Regions from separate parts of the Zea mays genome. Here regions 1 and 2 are each linked to region 3. Evidence: chromatin contacts called from public Hi-C data. All regions are on one chromosome and are shown on one strand. The core of a region is the stretch at or near the end of the contact, and the rest is flanking DNA. Distances in the headings are between cores, read along the strand shown.

What was found. Hi-C and Micro-C count contacts between places; a contact is called where the count stands out from the background.
Region 1: a contact with region 3 is called in a Hi-C map of ear, with 2.0 times the contacts expected there. The contact joins the promoter of LOC100274089 here to the enhancer-like site in region 3. A contact is called at or near these places in 2 of 25 Hi-C or Micro-C datasets (ear and tassel).
Region 2: a contact with region 3 is called in a Hi-C map of tassel, with 4 times the contacts expected there. The contact joins the promoter of LOC103634586 here to the enhancer-like site in region 3. A contact is called at or near these places in 2 of 25 Hi-C or Micro-C datasets (leaf and tassel).

The regions. Positions count from the first base shown.
Region 1 is chr1:51,630,608-51,633,365 of Zm-B73-REFERENCE-NAM-5.0, forward strand. LOC100274089 reads right to left here and starts at 1,456. Exons shown (of 10, transcript NM_001148468.1): 1 at 1,099-1,456; 2 at 888-965; 3 at 1-49.
Region 2 is chr1:51,956,551-51,959,467 of Zm-B73-REFERENCE-NAM-5.0, forward strand. It overlaps LOC103634586 (SNF1-related protein kinase regulatory subunit beta-1), which reads left to right and starts at 1,537. Exons shown (of 4, transcript XM_008656931.4): 1 at 1,537-1,982. The coding sequence starts at 1,737.
Region 3 is chr1:51,793,043-51,795,844 of Zm-B73-REFERENCE-NAM-5.0, forward strand. No RefSeq gene overlaps it. Among protein-coding and RNA genes, the nearest start is that of TRNAA-CGC, 73 kb to the left of the region's middle. Within about 2 kb of position 1,504, at least 19 of the 20 cell types and tissues checked have an H3K27ac peak or open chromatin away from gene starts, as enhancers often do. A contact at or near this core is called in ear, leaf and tassel, where this site is marked.

The DNA.
Region 1 (2,758 bases), core at 206-2,705, 160 kb before region 3:
TTAGCAAAATCCACAATCCAGTTATCCACCCACTGAGCAGAGAAGCAACCTATCCATCACAAGAAACAAATTTCCAGGTATATCAGCAATATCATTAAATGATATACAGGTATAAAGGTACAAATGGCAAAAACGATAGCCCATCTAAGCACTGGCATATTGGTACCGTACCGTTACCAAAAACAGCAACCGGTCAGAGTTAACTGCATGTTCTTAATCTGGAAATATTAACAAAAGGCATCTAGCCGTGGTTAATTGACAATCATGGTGGTGACACCTTTCCAAATGCCACCTGTCAATAGCAGCTCGTAATTCCAAAGACAACAAGTACAGTAACACATCATTTGGACGCAAGGTATTGAAAAGATGAAGAATGGTTTTTTTAGTTCCAAAACGTTGATTACTAGGCAAATTCCTAAATTTCCCAGCTCATACAATTATACCCCAGCTTGCTTAGCTTTGTGGAAGCAAAGACCATCCTTAAAAATTAAAACCACGAGCCCACAGTAATTTTTACAATAACACATTCACTCACACGAGTGATTTAGAAGATCAGAAAGTGCTGGGGAGCATAGATAAAATACAGGTGATCAAGAGAACAAGGGTATGTGAGAGAGGAGATCAGGCCGGCTCGAAGGAGGTAGCCTGGAAGCCGACAGAGCAGCTTTCAATAACTCAACTCGTAACGGGAAGCCCAAGTGATGAAACACCTTCCCAAATGATACTGCCTTAATAGCAGCGCCAAGCTTTCCAAAGCAAGTACGAAACTAGGACAGCACGGCAACACAGTGACACAGGGGGCGGACGACCCAGACGTGGGTGGGGTATAGTATAGGGATTCAATTCCGAATCAGTCCGTATTTCAGAAAAAATAAATGCCCGCGCACCTCGGCTTCCACGAAATCGTTATGTTGTGTCAGGTGATATTGATCTTTCGCTCTGGGATAGAAAAACCGAATCGAACCCTGCATGGATAGATTACAACGCTCTCAGACAGCAAATCCGCAACAAACTAAACACTCGGAATCCTTCCGTTCAGCAAACAAAAAAAACTCTTAAGAGTCAAAAGAATCAACCCAGCAAGCTAGGGTTACTTACCGAAATGAAGAAATCGAACCAGGTCCGGATGGATCTCCACTCCGAGCAAGTCCAGCGCCAGCAGAGGGGGGCGGGGAGCAGGTGAGCAAGTGCTCTCTACGAGAGACGACTTTCGGAGCGAAGGAGCTGGCTTAGTTTATCCGGTCGCCGGCGGTTTGGTCGCCGATGACGAGGCACCAAAAGCTGTGACGGGGAGAAGCTAGCAGAGAAGGTTCTAAAGCAGGGAAGCGATGGAATTGGAGCGGCAGAAATCAGCGAAGACGAATAGCGGAGAGTAGGAGGAGGTGGAAGAAGGCTGCACGGGGATTTCTCCCGCACAGTGAATCGGGAAAGCCGCCACCGCTCCGTGACATCACACCGTGGACTCACACGCGATGGGTGGGGTGGGGGGAAGAAAAGCCTCTGCAGGCTCTGCAGCACGTCTCCGCGCCTTCGTTTGCTGGTTTGACAAAACTTCTCTCGTCTCTGGTTTGACGAAACATTTTTTCCTCGTCTCCCCCTACCACATGTGGCAGAGAAAAACGGAAGTATACGGAGTAAAACTTTGGAGCATTGCTAAATCCACTTTTGATACTGTTTTTAAGCTGTGGAAACAAAACACTCCAAAAATAGGGTGTTTGGTTTATAGTGACTAAATTTTAGTTTATCCATTTGTCGGTACCTTAAAACTAGGGTACCCCTGCTACTATATAAAGACAAAGAACTCATGGGACTATCCCTTAGTCGGGAAAATATCCTATGCAATCACTTATCCTGGTGCAAGCATGCAATCAAGCGATCTGGTGCATCCGATCTATATCTAATGATGACTGTTATTTTATATTTAACCACTTCCACCTAAAACATAGTACCTATTTTACTTTTAACCCCTTCCATATGAAACCGTTGGATCTAGATTGGATGCTCTGGATAGTTTGATTGCACGCTTGTACCAAAATGAGTGATTGCACAGGATATGTCCTCCCCTTAGTCGCGTGGTAGAAGTGTTGTGTGTGGGACCAAGCCCTAGCTCGCCCCAATCTCAGACGGCTATTCTGGGTCCACAGCAGCGCCCGACTCCACCACATGGGCGGGTCCGAAGCCGCCACGTGTCCAGAGGAGGTGGCATGCTCCAAAGCATCAACAGTGAGTCCGGACCCCACGGGAGAGCGTCGGACCCCCAGATATACAGTTCGGACCTCTCCCCCCCCGTCCCCCCGTATGGGGTCCGGGCCGCCCACAGTGGGGTCCCAAGGTCACAGGACAGAATACACCCGGGCCTTGAACAGGACTCAGGCGGGGTCCGGTACCGACACGTGTCTGGACCTAGTCTAGTGCGGACCTGTCCGCATACACTTTTGCTCCCTGCCCAGGCGGAGACCCGATGCTGCCACGTGGCCAACTGCACGTGACGTAAGCCAACAGGCGGAGCCTGACGTAAGGCCTCCGGGTTACGCGGCCCCTGCATTTATTGCGGATAAGGCGCGCCGCCTATCCATTCCGCTGACAGGTGATGTACCGCCTCGGTATTTAATGAGACCTGTCCATTCCACTAGCAGGCGGCGACCTGTCCATTCCGCAGGCGGCGTGCCTGTCCATTTCGCTGGCAGGTGGCACGCCCATACTGTCACGTGCATTATGACCATCATTACTCGTACGTACCAAGGAAGCAGCTGTCGCA
Region 2 (2,917 bases), core at 287-2,786, 160 kb after region 3:
TATGAATTATTTATGGTCAACGATAATTCAAGAGAGGTTAAATGACTTGGTGATTCTATATATCGAAAAAAAGTTGTTAGATGAGATTAATCTCGATTATATAAGCGATGACTTTGTATCATAAAATGTTAGAAGATATTTTTAATAATATCATATAATAAGTAAGTGTTTTTTCTATATTTTATATCTATTATCTTATAAACTTTAAAACAGTGCATAATAATTTTTATACGTTAAATATTTAATAATATATATAATTATATATCTATACTATACTTAAAGCACCAGTTTCAACGGTCGTCATGCGTCATCTTTTTATAAATAACTCCTCACAACTATTTTAAATTAATCGCTGCACGCCTATAGATGGCCAAACGGTGGCCCGACATGAGCCAGACACTCGCGGGCCACAACTCTGGCCCAGGCATGTCATGCCGGCCTTCTGACTGTGCCCGATCATCTCGTCGGTTCATTTGATTAAATCAGCGTAAAATGTTAAAAAAAAGGTGCTAGAGGTGGGGATTGAACCCATGCCCTGATGGAAGAAGGGCGTGAGACATTAGATGAAGTTGTCTAACCAGTAGAACATCATGCTCAAATATTTTTAATATTGAATATAAATTGTATATATGTATATACGTTTTTTGTAAAATAAAAAAATATAATCATGTCGGGCCGGGCCAGCACTACAGACCGAGGGTACAGCCCAAGCATGGCACGACGTTCTTCGCTCTTACAAGCATTAGATCGTTTCTGAGACCACATTGGCGCAATGGACTCCATGGTATTTGAGGTTACTGAATTGAACAGTAAAATGAAAGGTTATTTATTGGTTTTAAACATTAGTAATTGCTATGAAGTAGCATAATTTTTATAGAGCGCATACAGTTTTTATTGATGCCTGACTTTAGCAATCACTCTATATTTTTATCTATTTTTTTATAAGTTTGACTTCATGTGACTTATTTTAGAAACTAGAGCTCCCAAACTTTCTTTTATTTGGTCTCTGTATGGTGCAATTATGTCATTTTATAATATCTGTTCGTTCAGTTAGTCGTTGTGAACTCTCTTCTAATCGCTCACTTCATTGGCTATGTTGTACCAAGACATATTGCATGGAGTAAACAATAACATCAGTTAGCCAAATAAAAAAAATTATACAGAGAGCGGAGACAATCAATAAAAAATCTTGAAATTTTTTTGATGTATAGTTTATGTGGGTATTGTTGTAAGCCGTCGCAACGCACGGGCAACCGACTAGTATTTATGTAGATAGGACTTCTACATCAAATTTCGCACTGGCTCGTGAAAGGCAGGAACGGCCCTGCCCTTCCCCTCCAACGTGCGAGCCGTGACCCGGCCGCAGTCCACGTCACCCGTACATACATATCAACACGCGCGCGGCTTGTCGTCCCCAAGACGGATCCTTCTGCACTGCAGACCCACTGAACAGTATGGTCCCACATGGCAGTGGCGATCAGACCACGAGCACCGGGTGCACGTGTGGCGCCACGTTACCGGGCAAGGGCACTAGGCCAGTGGCACGCGCTTAATTACCAGCAAAGTTAAGGCCGTACTAATACGAGCCCCGCAGCCCCCGTCCCCGTCCCCGTCCTCCTCCTCTTCTTCCCCCTTCCTAGCGGCACGGCACCAGGCCCGCCCTGGTGGCATCTCCGTAATTTCGCGCCTCTTCGCCGCCAAGGGGTGGGGCCGTGGGGGTGGCAAGAGGAAGAGGTATGGGCAACGCCAGCGGCCGCGAGGAGGACGCTGCAGCTGTTGACGGCGACGGCGCCGACGTGGAGGACGGCGGAGGGGACTCGTCGGTCCGCTCGTCGGAGCGCGCCTTTCCGCCGTACGGCAGCGTAGGAGCCAACCACGTGCGGCGCGCGTGCTCGGTGGGTGTCGTAGGTGGCGGTGGAGGCGCCGGATCGCCACCCGGGAGTCCTGGCCACTCGCTCTCGCCGCGGATGTTCGTGCCCCAGGTCAGATCACGAGATCCCGCACCGCTATTTCGGTTTGCTTGCTCGTTTGATCAATCTATGGTTTGGTTTCGATGCTTGTTTGCTCGGGAGGTGGTCGGGTGATCTGAAGATGCCCATGATTTTGGTTGGTTGGGTTAGGGTCCAATGCGACGAGTGGTCGCGATCTGGAGGTCGCTGGCAAGGTTTGGTATCGTCCTAATTCGCTTGTGATTGATGCCAACCGACAAGCGTCTTTTCTCTATGAACCAATTTTGCTGCCGTGCGCGTGCAATTTCGTGAAGTTATTTGTAAGTTGCTCACTTAGTACTTTAGTAGCTTAACTACTAGTTTGTGCTCGAAATGCGGCGAAACGTTTTTGCACCCGTCAGAACGCAAATGCTAAGAGCAACTCCAAGAAGGGGCCCTAAATTTAGGTCCTAAATTTTGTTTTAGGGACCAATTTATTCGTAATTTAATTGGTTAACTCCAACAGCAGGGCCTCAAATGTAGTGCTTAGCAACTAATTCTGTTTTTCGGCTCGCGCGCTCTGTTTTCCCGCGCGCGCTCTGCTTCCTGCCCAAAATCACGATTCCCAGCTACCCTCCCTCGGATCTCCCTCAAATCCCTAGTGCACACACGAACGTATCCATGTTCTAGGGCGCCGTCGTTCTTCCCTACAGAGGGTGGCATCCATCTCCGCGGAAGAGGGTGCGCAGACCATCCTGCTGCAAAAGGCCACCGTTCTTCACGTACGCTCGTTCTCTGTTCTGTCAGTGCCACAAGATATGTCAGACCATGTGCGGTAAGCCCTCCTCAACACGATCACCAATTTGAGTATGCAAGCTAATGTACTATGTGAGTAGAGTAGACAGTAGCTATTATAGTTGATTGTATAATCCTTTTGATTCTGCTACTTGTATTTATGGTCTGATGAATGTAGAATTTTCTGCAATGAT
Region 3 (2,802 bases), core at 254-2,753:
GCGCTCGTTGCTCTATCTGGCTGTTGTGGTGCTCCTCGTCTGCATGCTGGTAGACGAGTGCCGCCAGCTCCTACCACACGTGCCAGAGCTCTATGGGCGAGGCCGTCAGCCATGAGTTACGGGCTCTGCATGGCCGCCGCCAGCCATGGCACGTTCAGCGCAAGCCATGTCATCGTCGCGTGGGCGCGCGGCTTCGATGAAGTGTGCGGGCGCGGCTCCGGCGAGGTGCAGCCCCGATGCGAGCACGCGGCCTCCGGGACGTCCCTGTGCGGCTTCGACAACCATGGCGATTGTACCAGTGCGCGTACGTGAAAGAGTAGATTCGATCTTACCGTTCCGTTGCAGAGGAATCGAAGCTTGTCGCGTAGGACAGTTCGGCTAGGCTGGAGACCTGCCGGTAGGGATGGCAGCGGGTCGGATAAAGTGCGGGTAAGCCATTTACCCGTCCGCCAACATATCCGCGCCTCTAGTGCTTATCCGTACCCGCGAGAGCTTGCGGGTAAAATTTTCGACCCATGCCCGTACCCGCAGGATATCCGCGGATATCGGGCAACCCGTTACCCGCCAGAAAATACCATACGAGTATGTGGTCATGTTCATTTTACCAAGAACATCAATGACTTGACATACATAATATGGCAAGGAACATAGTTCAAACTTCAAAGTCCACAAACATGATCGATCATCCACAAACATAAGTCTCAAACCCTTAAGATAATTAATTATTACAACACAATGTTTTAGGATAAAATGAACACATGGGCGATATTTTGATGGGCTAGTAAATTAAGCGGGTAACGGGTAATACCCGCGGACGAAATTTTATATCCGTCAATTACCCGCGGGTGAGAAGTGTTGCCCGTATCCTTACCCGTGGGCGAGATTTCTTATCCGTATCCATGCCCATCGGGTACAAAACCCGCGGATATCCGTGCCCGCGGGCAGAATTGCCATCCCTACCTGCCGGCTTGACGGAGAGTTGATGCAGATATGATCTCGCAGCAACGTCGAGGTAGAGCGTGCTGATAACGTGTTGAGAACTACGTTACCACGGATCACCAGATCCGCTCCCTTTCCTCCCGTCAGCAGTAGAGGCGCAAGAAGCTGTAGAGAACCCGTCTCCCTTCCCTTAAGCACGACAGAGGAAACACACGAGACACTGGATATAGGGTTGGGCCTCTGGCCTCTTTCTGATCTCTGTAATATGATGAGGTGTACAAGTTCCTTATATAGAGATGTGAGACCCCTCAGAGGCAAAACCGGTATTTGCCCACATAACCCTAACTAGGGTTACTTAAGAGTCAGAAGTTCAGAGGAACGTGATGGGTTAATTTATTTTGCTTTTTGCTATTAAATCACTGGTTCGGCCCATGGTACACGGAGTGCGGCCCATGTTTCTTTGGATTCTAGCTCTAATCCATCGACGGCTCTTCTGCTCCCACCAGAACACCTAGCCCAGCTTACACTGCACAATTATTTTAGGTAAAAGGCTGGCCCAGCTGCGGTGGGTTGAGCGGTCACCCTGCACGGTGAGATCTCGTGCAGTTGTGCTCGCTGGATTGGAATAGTCTATTCCCTACCATAGCAGTTGAAAACAAAAAATAGGACGCATAATTATAACTGCAAACTTCCTACGGACTCCAACTTCGATTGCAACATTTCTCCATCCCTAGTTGTTCCTCTGACCCTCTACTTTGATTGCAACATTTCCCCATCCTTTCCTCTGACCTTGTACGACCATTCATCAAGGTCCTATTTGGCATAAGCTCTAGCTCTTAGCTCTGTCTAATATCTTGTTTGTAAAAATGTTAGAATAAAAAACTTTTTTGGGGTGCATTAGAATAAAATTTTTTGAGACTGTTCTTTTTATCGTGGATAGAAATAAAACAACTGAACCAAACAAGTCAGTCTTAAGATAGCTCCAGATCTACAAATTTATAAAGCTCTAAATAAATGCCTAACATAGCCATAATCACATGGATGGCTCTCGCCCTCAATGATACCTCTAGTAATGATTTATGAGCTAGTTCTAGATACATTATTTTATGATTTAATGGAAGAGAGGATTTTTTAATTAACAGTTAGTCTCATGCACGTACATGTGAGGTTATCATGTAGACCTATTACTATTATAAGCTAGTAATTATTTTATTAGGCTTTAGCATTGATGGTGATTGGTGAATAGCGGCTTGTTTAGGGCATGTACAGTGGTGTTTAACGTAAAGACTTTTGAGGTGTTTAAAAGGAGTATTTGCAAAAAAAAGTGGAGTCGTCTTTTCGTAAAGAGACTCCTCTCGCTCGTAACCCAAGTAGCAACAGACACCTTACTTTCCACTATACGAATTTGTCGTCTGTTCTATCGATTCGATGATGTACAAGTGCATTACTTATGCATTTATTAATAAAATATATTTTTAGATATTTCATTGTATAATAGAGTCTCTTAGTTATTTATTGTGCTTGAAGAACTGCCCTTAAGGTTTCAGAATGCCTCTGGACAATGAAGCATTTAATTGGTGCTTTTACCAGCCCAAAAGTGGCCGATTGCTAGTTGATATATTTTTTGTTTCAGCACAAAATGGTTGAAGGCAACCAAATTGTTCGAACACATACTCCCTACAGTGGAATTTGGTAGCCACGTATTTTATACTAGTACGCGCATGGAATCAAGAGCACATGGTTGCGGATCCGCGATTGGTGCAAATAATTCGAAGAGTTTGGGGGAAATTAGCGGACAAGATGTGGATTGCACGTTGATATCTGGAGCTATTTAATTATATAAGTTATAAGTATAATGGATCA